Linked DNA regions of Mus musculus: region 1 is linked to region 2. A link is a contact called in public Hi-C data. All regions are on one chromosome and are shown on one strand. Each heading gives the region's core, a stretch centred on a gene start, on an enhancer-like site or on the middle of the called end of the contact. The rest is flanking DNA. Distances are from core to core; before and after follow the strand shown.

Evidence for each region. A called contact is a pair of places that touch in the nucleus more often than the background predicts.
Region 1: a Hi-C map of the G1E-ER4 cell line shows a contact between it and region 2, with 2.8 times the contacts expected there. The contact joins two enhancer-like sites. A contact is called at or near these places in 9 of 39 promoter capture datasets (the 3T3-L1 cell line, cranial neural crest, frontonasal cranial neural crest and 4 more) and 2 of 484 Hi-C or Micro-C datasets (the G1E-ER4 cell line and pre-megakaryocyte-erythroid progenitors).

What each region holds. Positions count from the first base shown.
Region 1 is chr6:66,285,460-66,291,486 of GRCm38.p6, reverse strand. No RefSeq gene overlaps it. Among named protein-coding and RNA genes, the nearest start is that of Gm36408, 16 kb to the right of the region's middle. Within about 2 kb of position 2,521, at least 2 of the 459 cell types and tissues checked have an H3K27ac peak or open chromatin away from gene starts, as enhancers often do. A contact at or near this core is called in the G1E-ER4 cell line, where this site is marked.
Region 2 is chr6:65,577,148-65,583,014 of GRCm38.p6, reverse strand. LOC108169147 (a long non-coding RNA gene) reads right to left here. Exons shown (of 3, transcript XR_001785269.1): 3 at 5,854-5,867. Among named protein-coding and RNA genes, the nearest start is that of Tnip3, 10 kb to the left of the region's middle. Within about 2 kb of position 4,069, at least 19 of the 459 cell types and tissues checked have an H3K27ac peak or open chromatin away from gene starts, as enhancers often do. A contact at or near this core is called in the G1E-ER4 cell line, where this site is marked.

The DNA of each region.
Region 1 (6,027 bases), core at 1,272-3,771, 710 kb before region 2:
AGAAAGTCGTCTTTGAGTGACATCAAGAGTGAATTAAGCTGGTAAAGAGGACTGGTGAAGATAGCAGGTTTAGCTAAACATGGCTGTTTACAAATAAACAAGACACTTTACCCAGTGGTGTGCAATTTCCCTTAGCGTAGAAGGATTCGTTTTATTTCATCACAAGTGCATGCGCTTAGTAGATCGGTCAGTGACCGGGTTTTGTCACTGCATGCTCCCAGGAGACTTACTTTGATGTTACTTAGGAACTGTTTTGATAATTTGAAGCCGTGCTGGGTTATAGCTCACCCTTGCTGAAAATGACAATTATTTAACTGCTAGAAAAGTTTTTTTCAAAAATAAAGGATTGCTAAATAGCTATCTAAAAAGTATACTCATGTAGGTTACAATGGTGTATTGTTTTATATAATAACAATGTTACAGCTATGTAGAAAGGTAAATTTAAATTTGGCTTAGTCAAAATCCTACAGATAAAAACAGGAATTATTAGCAACTGAAGAATATCCATTCAGATTGCTCTCTAAACACATCAATAAATCAATATTAGAGTTGACTTGTGCTTTATACAAATCCTCATTGTCTTTTCAATATACTATCACACCCCAAGGTACAAAATGGAAGTATATTAATCAAATACATAATAACTGGGGAAGCCCTGAGGGCCTGAATGACACTCTGCAAGTATAGGAAGACAGTTTTGAATCTCTTATGCTTCTGCACACGTTGAGAGTAGCATCCTGGGCAGCCTCTTGTTCTGCAGTGTTCTTCATGTGGGCATAGCATGAAGAGGCAGACAGTGTGTTTCTTTCTGCATTAGGGGAGGAGTTTGCTGCCTAAAAGATTTGAGAAACAAGACTTGGTAGATGGCAACGTCGGTAAAGTGCTGGCTATGTAAGCAAGAGGACCTGAACTCAGATCTCCAGAAGCCATGTACAAGCTGGGCACAGCGGGGCCTGTCTCTTACCCCAGTGCTGCAGAGGGGTTCAGAGACAGGTGAATCCCAGTGGCTTGCTGATAACTAGTGTAGATGAGATTGTGAGCTCCAAGTTAATGAGAGGTCCTGTTTCAAAATTTACGGCAGATTAATAAAGAAATATACCTAATGTTGACCTGTGTGTTTCCCACTCATCCATGAGGGTAAGTTTACCAGTACATTCACACAGCAACTACACACACACACACACACACACACACACACACACACACAGAGAGAGAGAGAGAGAGAGAGAGAGAGACATAAACACAGCAACCACACATACATATTCACACACAAACACAAGAGACAGAGACAGAGAGACAGAGAGGGAGAAAGACCGAGGCAGAGTAAGAGAGAGAGATGAGAGAAAGAGAAAAGAGAGAGAGACAGAGACAGAGAGAGACAGAGATAGAGAGCGCTACATAGCCCTCTAGAGGAAAATTTGTACAATTATAAAAAATTAGGTTTCTCTAATCTTGGGGTGCCCTATTTTTAACATAAACTCATTGCCTTCCCAGCATATACTTGACCAATGTGTTCTGGGACTCAGAGGGGTAGAGAAACTGACATGAAGACAAAGTTCTTTTTTCCTGCTGTGTTCTAAACAACAGAAACCATTGTCTCTGACCCAGGAGGCTTCTGTCTTTTATCAGCATCCAGAAAACTTAGGCTAGCTTAACTTAACTTATAGGTAGTGTAAGTCTCATAACCCACAGGGTTCTTGACAAAAAATGTCTTCTAAAATAGAAAACTTAGGATAGTTTTAAAAATTATAATGGTAGAGTGCTAAAAGTTATGGTTCATTAAGTCAATAAATATGTGTCTATCAAAAATGTTACAAATTTATATACTAAAATAGAAAGAGCAAAATATATATTCTAAAGTAAAATATGTCCTATAAACTTTACTATGTATTATGTGTTTTATTTGGGGAGAAATGCATGTTACATGTGGTATGTTCACTAAAACTTCTCACTGCTTCCACACCATCTTTTTCACGTTGCTTACTTCTTGAGGATATATTCTTAGTGGCAGGTGGGGCATGGGACGTGAACTATTATGTTACACTTCTAGAGTGCTTAACTAACATCTGTGACCAATAGATAAAACCCTTTCATAATCTATTAACTCAGCAGATTACTCACTTCGACCAACCCAAAAAGATAACACTGTTATCAGATGGAATCTGAATTTCAGGCCAACCCCTGAGGTACAGGCAGAGGACAGGCAGTTAGAGTTGTTGTTTAAAAATGAGATGCACAAACATATAATGGCATAAAAAAAGCTTTTGGAATATCATGGGTTAGAGTTAAGAGAATTGTTGTGTTAAGGAATGGTCTAGGTGCATTTGCTTGGAAGTGTCCTGCCTTTCTTTAATGGCTTATGAAACCTTTAAAATTTTTGAGGGAGTACTTTTTCCATGTTTAATTTCAAAATTTATCCTGAATATTGTTACTTCTGAGTCTTTTTGAATTTGAATCTTGTGTTTTTCTTAGGAAACAGTTGAATGCAAGAGTGGTGGGGTGCATGCAGTAAAGGAACTCCTGATGTGCGTGCTCCATCATTAAGGGGAAGGGTTTTTATTTTGAATAAGAAGGAGTAAATATCCAGAGGTATCAAGATGTGTCCAAAGCAGGATAAAAGAAACAGACTGGACATGGCCAGGGATATGTACAAGAGAGGTGAGAGGGTGGAGAGGATGTGAGATGGTACAGTGGGAGACAACAGTGGGGAGAGCAAGAGATCGAGAATAGCAGGAAGACGGGGTATATATATATATATATATATATATATATATATATATATATATATATATATGTATGTATATGAGAGAGAGAGAGAGAGAGAGAGAGAGAGAGAGAGAGAGAGAGAGAGAGAGAGAGAGAGAGAATAGAACACAGCAGGAGAGCCAGAAGACAGCAAGATGAGATCAAAAGAGAGGAATGAATGAGAACAGCAAGCATAGGAGTGGCTCAGATCTAAGGTGAAAGGGCCAGAGTACTAGCATGGACTTAGATTCATGTATTTATTTTATGTATATGAATGTTCTATCTGCATGTACATCTACACACTAGAAGATGGCATCAGAGCACATTACAGATGGTTGTGAGCCACCATGTGGTTGCTGGGAATGGAACTCAGGACCTCTGGAAGAGCAGATAACCCTCTTAACTGCCGAGCCATCTCTTCAGTCCTTAGCATGGACTTTGAAATCTTTTTCAGGAACTTGTGATACTGAGGGAGCATGGAGGCAAAGCACGGGCTTTGATCTGCTCATAGTGCTACAGGTAGTTATGTGACCCTTGGCGATATGTAGGGGAATTGACTTCTGGTAGACAGGTACTGGTTTCATGAGTTCCTGACATGTGCTGGCTTTGTAACCTGACAGAAATCCTTCTACAGTCCAGCTTGAACTCATTTATCTATGGAGAACCTGAGACCTAACAACAATGAACCCTCGCTCTGTATGATCAGGTCTGTCCCCAGCCTAGGAATGTTTTTGTCTCTTCTGTTGTCAGTTTTCTCTTCCTCAGCACACCATCATGGACATGAAGAAACAAGGGAATGCACAGGTTTATCTTGGAACTTCACTGTAGTGATTGGTAACTCACTAGGGTATCTCTACATACTAAGTTGTTGAAAGCAAAGCTAACTATGTCTCACATAGAGCTTCTGAACAGATGGTATGAGGCTGTGGCAATGCTCCAACTGTGTGAGTAACTTGAAGAAGGCTAAGTGGGGGCTGGATGTACAGAATTTACCTTGAATGCATATTACTGAGAATGCCTTGTGGTTGTTCCCCTGGAGTCTGGACTTTCTTTAGAATTATTCTATGTGGCACTTCAATTTTCTGGTCTTCAAATTTTTCATATTATCTTATTCTCTCTCTCTCTCTCTCTCTCTCTCTCTCTCTCTCTCTCTCTCTCTCTCTCTCTCTCTCTTTTTAAGGGGAGAGTGGTAGTGCCTTTTCTTCATCAAATTTGGGGGAATACCACTTTATCCTAACCATTGATGATGCAGCTTCTCAGAGTAACAATGCAGTGCCTCTAGTGGGTACTGAAGATCTATTGTTACTTTTCTTCTTGCTGAAAAAAATTTTCTTATATCAACTGATTTGCATTTCACTCTGTTGTCTTTTCATAATTAGACTCAATAATTATGGGGTAAGATGTACTGAAATACGTTGTGGAGAAAGGAACAAATTAAGGACAGTCTTGCAAGAGTAAGGATGCTGGTTAATATTGTGAACTTTACAAGATTTAGGATGACCTAAGAGGCAATCCTCTATGCATGCATTTTGAGAGACTGTCTAGATTAGGTTACCATCTGGATATACCTGTGAGAGTCTGTGTACATTGGTTAACTGGGGCAGCAAGACCCATACTGAGTATGGGTAATGCCATTTCACAGGCTGGGATCCCCAGAGAAAACTGGCTGAGCACAACATGCAATGCTCTCTGCTTCCTGATGGTATGCAAATGTGACATGGGACCAACTGTCTCAAGCTCTTGCCCTTATACCTTCCCTATAACTATGGAATATATAGCAAAATATTTTTTTTTCCTTTTTTGAGTTGGTTTAGTCATTGCAAGAACAAGACAGGTAGATAATGCCTTAGTCTTAGTCTCTATGGAACAGCCTCTCTCAGTATTACTCTTGATCTGTTGAAGAATGTCAATACAACACAGCCACAAAAAAGAGAAGTCATACCAAATATAAAGGCAATGACATGCAGCATTGACCATGTTTATAACATAGGGAAGCAGCATGTATAAATTAGCCATAGTTCAAAATTACCTTGGCCCTCTGGATCTCGGTGTTTTGTGCATTTCATTCAGGAGCTCATTGTGCACAGTCACCTGCCCACAATGATGCATTTCATATTTGAACTGTACTGACCCAGACAATAAAGGCAGATAGCTGAAAGTATACCTTTAAATTTTTCCTTACATTTTTGTCAGTATTTTAAAGAGGAAGTATGAGGGCCAAACTGGCTGTATTGCAGCCCATAATTACAAATATAAGTAAACAACTAATTTAGAATAGCCTCAGCATTTGCCACCCCTGGGCCTGCTGATGTGTTTATCATTGCAGCTTTGGTTCATTTAGGTGAAAATAAGACAGCTAATTGTATGTGGCTGTTTAATCATAAACGACATTTGAAGAAGACCCAAATAGCCAAGACAAGGGGAAAGCAATGTATAACAATGTTAGAACTTTTTCTGGTAAGCAACATTGAAGAGAATGTATGCATTTTCATAGTTCTGTTCAGCAGCTGTATTTACAGTGGTATTGTTCTACCATATTGCCCAGGGTTTGTGCTGGTGACCCAGATAGAGAAAAGTGAACTACACCCTACAGTCTTGTGCTCTTTGGACCCTTAAATTACCAATACTGCCAAATTAGCCTTTTGGTGGGAGGAAATTAACTTATGTCCTCTGCCACTAAAGGTCTCTCTTTGAGTTTCAATTTTGTTTCAATTAACTAGGCTCAGAATTTCATGCTAAAGATAATTATGAGTGCAATTGTTAGCTACATCCCTGGATATGTCATCCACTGAGAAATTTGCAGGGCACTTACCAGCACTGGAAAGTTTTCAGAAGGTAGACTAACTGAGATTTGAGAAGTATTTAAGCTATAGACATCTGATATTAGCTTTTTTGCCAAACATATTTCAATAAAAATAATTCCTTTCTGTTATCTTTGCAAAATGCTATCAGATCTGGATGTAAGAACTGTATGAATGATAACTCCAGGTGAAGCCCAGTGTTGTATTAGTATAAGCCAGAGTGAGACAGGCAAAACTGCTCAGTATCTAGAATAATTCTAAGGGTGTTATGATGAATGCTTAGGTATGGGGGTACAGGTGGGGAGTGGGATAATTTAGTGCGACCAGGCAGGTTGCTAATCACACTCTGCAGGGAACGCATTCTTTTTATCTTGAGGAAGGATTCTTTGGGTTTAATCAGGGTAGGGCAAACAGTTGCATTTCTCTCCCCTTTGGACTAAGAGTGTATCTCCTACTAGACCCATCACATTGCTGTGCAGGC
Region 2 (5,867 bases), core at 2,820-5,319:
TAAGAATCCAGAGAAAATGGTCCTAGTGGCCATGCCCCCTGTTTGGATCTGGGTAGCAGAGATGAAATGTGGATTTAGCAAGTTGACCAGGAAAGTTGGAGGGGAGAATGTATGCTAGTCACGGGGAGGATTAGAAATGCCCAGCCATTGAATTAGTAGTCAAGGCGCATCAAAATTAGTGGGCATATTTGTGTCTTTCATTCGTAAATCTCGTGAGCTCTTGGGAGGGTGAGCACTTAAGCCAAAGTGGTTTAACTAATTCACCACTACAGGCTTCCGGAAGAAAAGATGCAGTATATGAAATCTTACAGCCCACTAGAGGATTATGGAGTGACTTTTTGAGAAGTGGCAGAACAAGCATATTTTGAGAGGTAGAAGAATATGCAGACTGCAACAATGTATTGTGGGGGAAATGCCCATGAGTGATTTTACACCCTTGGTACTATATAATTTTGTAGACTTTGGCAATGCTTTAAATTATTTCTGGAGCTTAATATTTTTATTAGTAAAACAAAGATAAAGATGGCCCCGATTCTCATTATAGATGTCGAAGTAACTATAAATAAACATTAGATCTTTCCTTTAATGCATGCAGAGGACTTTCTGCATCATGGAAATACTTCCCTCTCTGCTGCAGGTGAAGGAAAACAGCTTTCAAACTTCAAGGGCTCAGCTGTAAAGGGAAGGCCAAAAAAGATATCATAAAATCCAAAGGGAAGAGGATAGACCTAAAAAAAATCATCTTGAGTCAGGAGGTAACCCAACTCAAAAGAAAACGTGAGTGAGTGTGTGTGTGTGTGTGTGTGTGTTTGTGTGTGTGTGTTCGTGTGTGTGTGTTCTATTATAAGCTTTTAAGTCTTCAATAGGTATATCCACAGAGGTTAGGAATAGATTAAGGGACTAGGAGGGAGGAAAGGATCTCCCAAGGAAGAGGAAATAGAATATATAGTTAGGGAGAGACAGGGAGGTGGACTGGAACAGAAGAGTAAACAGAGAGAGGGAGGGAAAGGGGAGAAAAAAATGGACTATAGGGAGGGACAGCTAACACTAAGCTCCATTTGAGGGGTCATAATAGAAACCTACTGCAGGCCTTGTACAACCACTCTGGAAATCAGTTGGCGGTTCCTCCGAAAATTGGACATAGTACTACCGGAGGATCCAGCAATACCTCTCCTGGGCATATATCCAGAAGATGGTAAGAAGGACACATGCTCCACTATGTTCATAGCAGCCTTATTTATAATAGCCAGAAGCTGGAAAGAACCTAGATGCCCCTCAACAGAGGAATGGATACAGAAAATGTGGTACATCTACACAATGGAGTACTACTCAGCTATTAAAAAGAATGAATTTATGAAATTCCTAGGCAAATGGATAAACCTGGAGGGCATCATCCTGAGTGAGGTAACACATTCACAAAGGAACTCACACAATATGTACTCACTGATAAGTGGATATTAGCCCAAAACCTAGGATACCCACGATATAAGATACAATTTCCTAAACACATGAAACTCAAGAAAAATGAAGACTGAAGTGTGGACACTATGCCCCTCCTTAGAAGTGGGAACAAAACACCCATGGAAGGAGTTACAGAGACAAAGTTTGGAGCTGAGATGAAAGGATGGACCATGTAGAGACTGCCATATCCAGGGATCCTACCCCATAATCAGCATCCAAATGCTGACACCATTGCATACACTAGCAAGATTTTATCGAAAGGACCCAGATGTAGCTGTCTCTTGTGAGACTATGCCGGGGCCTAGCAAACACAGAAGTAGATGCTCACAATCAGCTAATGGATGGATCACAGGGCTCCCAATGGAGGAGCTAGAGAAAGTACCCAAGGAGATAAAGGGATCTGCAACCCTATAGGTGGAACAACATTATGAACTAACCAGTACCCCGGAGCTCTTGACTCTAGCTGCATATGTATCAAAAGATGGCCTAGTCGGCCATCACTGGAAAGAGAGGCCCATTGGACACGCAAACTTTATATGCCCCAGTACAGGGGAACGCCAGGGCCAAAAAGGGGAAGTGGGTGGGTAGGGGAGTGGGGGTGGGTGGGTATGGGGGACTTTTGGTATAGCATTGGAAATGTAAATGAGCTAAATACCTAATAAAAACTGGAAAAAAAATCTTTAAAAAAAAAACCTACTGCAGTAGGAATTCTCAAAAAAAATTATATATGAAAGAAATGTAAATAGAATCACCAAATAACAAGAGAATGAAACCCTGACTAGATTTCTTTCCCCATCAAATGAAAACTCCAAACCCCAAAATGAGTTACATATAATTAAGTTATTGACCAAGGGGCAACCTCAAACAACTCACACTATTGCTACGGCTATTGGTTTCCCCCCCAAACTGATGGTAAGACCCTATCACTGGGAACATATCTTGTTGAATATGGGGAATTTAAGGTGTGGCTTAACTAGAGCCTTCACACCAAATGAAGTATCACTAGGTCATGGTAGTGGTAGACTGTAGAAGACAGAGGTGATAGAAGGCAGTGAGGAAACAGTACCTCTGCACATTGCAGGACTGGTGTACATATGAATTCACAGAGACTGTGGCAGCGTAATGCCCAATTTGGGTATTGTTTTGTAAACCTTGCTTGTCTTTTGCTTATATTATGGTTTTTGGCTTTGAGGGGTTATGGGTTTTGTTGCTGCACTTGTGTTTCTAATGTTTTCCCTTTGTTTCTTTCCCTTTGTTTGTTTTGTTTTATTCTGGATTGATTGTTTCTATATTTGCCTGTTTTCTAACGAAAGAGACATGGACTTGGAGGGGAAGGATCTGGGGGAATCTGAAAGGAGATATCAGAATATATTGTGTGGAAAAAAATTATTTCCATTCACAAAATAAGTGCATATATCTAGAAACTCCAAATTTGAGGTAAGAGAGTTGGCGTTCTTCCAGAGTACCTGAGTTCGTTTCTCAGCACTCACTCACCACTTCCTGTCCTGCCGTCTCCAGGTGATCTAATCCCTGGGGAGTTCGTTGGCCACCAGAACATGGTCCGTGAGTGAACCTGCTTGAGGGGACTTTTTGAGAACTTGTGGAATAACTCCAAAGAAACAAGGCAAAACTCTTGTTAATCTCTGTTTCTTCATAACATGGGTTGTGCCCTTTCCAGGTGTAATAAAGGAGTCGGTTTACTTTAGATTACACATTATTATTCAAAGTGATCTTTCCAAGCAGGAGTTGGTCTGTGACTGTATATGGCCTAACCATTGGTTCTCACCTTCCTAATATTGTGACCCTTTAATACAGTTCCTCATGATCCTTTGTTGCTACTTCATAACTGTAAATTTGTTACTGTTATGAATGCTATTATGTTTTCTGATGGTCTTAGGTGACCCTGTGAACGTGTCATTTGATGCCCAAAGTGTCATGATCCACAGGTTGAGAACAACTGGATGTGACCTTGCCCTTGTGACCTCAAGTGAACTTTGCCCATATGATTTTGCCTAACCCTCAGAATGCCCTCAGCATATAAATTGCCTGATGCCCCAAATAAAGATGTATGTTGCACATGCACTTCTATCCACTTCATTTTAGGCTCCGTTCTCCCAGGTTCACACTGTCGGCTAAGGCAATACCAATAGGTACTTTCACACCAGTGGCACACACCCACAATTTCCAAGTCCATATGTAGGAGGCATGTGTGTCTTACAGTTTCATGAGCTAAGAATTGTAGACACACTCTTGAGTCATATTATAGGCTCAAGGAGGTGACTAAAGGAAACAATATGAAGAAAAATGAAAAGAAAAGGACCAGAGAAACAAAGTGTATGAGAAGACTGTAGATATCCGTGTGTAACACATTAGAAGAACATTGAATTCTGGGTAGTGTGGATTGAAAGCGAGAGGACGGATGAGCAGAAATGTACAAATGTCAACTACATTTGCAAAGGTAGAAGCTTTCTTTGTTTGTTTGTAAAGGTTTTTGTCTGTTTGTTTTTGGATTTTCAAGACGGCTTCTCTGTGCAGCCCTGGTTGTCCAAGAACTTACTCTGTAAGCTGGGCTGGCCTCAGACTCAGAGATCTACCTGCTCCTGCATGGGATTAAAGGAATGCATTACTACCACCCAACTAGAAGCTACTAATTTTGTGCTGTGGGTTTCGATGGTGAGGTCAGTAGGCTCAGCTAAACTTTGAAAGAGTGGGAAGATAAACGTATTTCAAGTTGGCATGTGGAGGTAGAGTGTGGCCACACGGGAGCAGTACTGTTTAGCAATTAATCTTACAGTGATGATTTTCACAATGTGCTCTTCCGGATCTTATTTGCCTCTTCTGTTTTCTTGTTTTTCAACGGCTGATTCACAGCTCCTTCAATTTCTTTAAACCCCACAGTTTCCTTCTTATAGTCTCTGCAGATGCCATTCACTCATGGGCCACAGAGAAGTTAGAAAACATCAGCCCTTCAACAAGTTCCCATTAAGCCCACACAGTGGTTAGAACTTGATACCCTGTGATGTATAAAGACAGAAGAGGGTTTTCCTACGAAGCAGGATCCATGGAAGCAAATGCACAGAACAATGAGAAAGTTAGTTAGGAGCCTAGCACTGTGTGGTAAGAGAACACAGGCCAAGATTATTATGGAGATGTCAGTAGTCCCTAGCACATTTCCTTCTGAGATTAGATAAGCATTAGAGGAGAAAGAGCACATCTTTTCGGTTAAGGAAGAATAATGCTCTGATAGCTGAATAGGCAAGAAACTAGAGGGGGCTATTTTAAGCATTCTAACCGCTGCCAGAGGCTCACTGATAACTTTTAAAATAGCCAGGCTTTTCAGGAAGGGTGGCTTAAACAAGAAATAACATCCCTCCTTTCAGTGACATGAACCAAAGAGATTTAGGAGTAATAATAATTTAGTAATACAGGTGTGTGTGTGTATGTGTGTGTGTGTGTGTGTGTGTGTGTGTGTGTGTGTGTGTGTGAGAGAGAGAGAGAGAGAGAGAGAGAGAGAGATCCTGAAATGTGCTCCCTAACAGTGATGCATTTTCAAGGTAGGAGTCTTATAGTGTCTATGTCTGTGTTTAGTGATGGCTGAAGCTTGTAGAATTCTGAGATATTTCTTAAGAAAAAAAGCATGTGAATTTATTGTTGCAATTTTTCTATGGCAATATATGTTCTTTAGGGTCATCTAGTCCCCATTTGCTCTACACAAAATATTTGTCTTGAATTTTTATAGCCTTCTGTGTGCTACTTTACTGATAAGAACTAAAATTACTTTGATCAAAATCTTCTATATTCATTTTTCAACAGCAGCCATGAATGCAAAAGTACGTTGGATCTTCGAAATGATTGTTAGAGATGAGTTCTAAATTGAGGATTGTCCAGATCTGCGTAGTCCTCTGTGTTTTATGAGGCATCCCTAAAAGCCATCTACCACATCCCAAGCAGGAGCTTATTATCTCTACTTACACAGCAGTACCACAAACAAACATCTTCAAAGAAAGTAAAAATCCAAAACAATTCCTTAGCAATAAAGCGCTCCTCCCCCACTCTTTTAAGCAATGCAGAAAGAAATAAAATCAACTGCAAACAAACATGGATATGAATTGTGCTGACCTTAGCCAACTGGGTCACCTTCTCCAAAGATAGATGCCATTGGTACTCAGTTCTCTTTCTAGTAGCAGGATTCAGTTCTTGTTCTCCTTTGCTTTAGGCCTCTACCTAGCAGGGCCCTCATACTGACTGGAAGATAAGATTTGTTCTGATTCATAGTATGCATCTTCTCAGCATCAAGAACGATCATGGCTGACTATAAATGACTTCGATGAACACATTGTCAAGTGTGTGTTGAGAGAAAGCAGGAAGAGAATGACACCTTACCTTTGGAGAATGGACATTTCTGT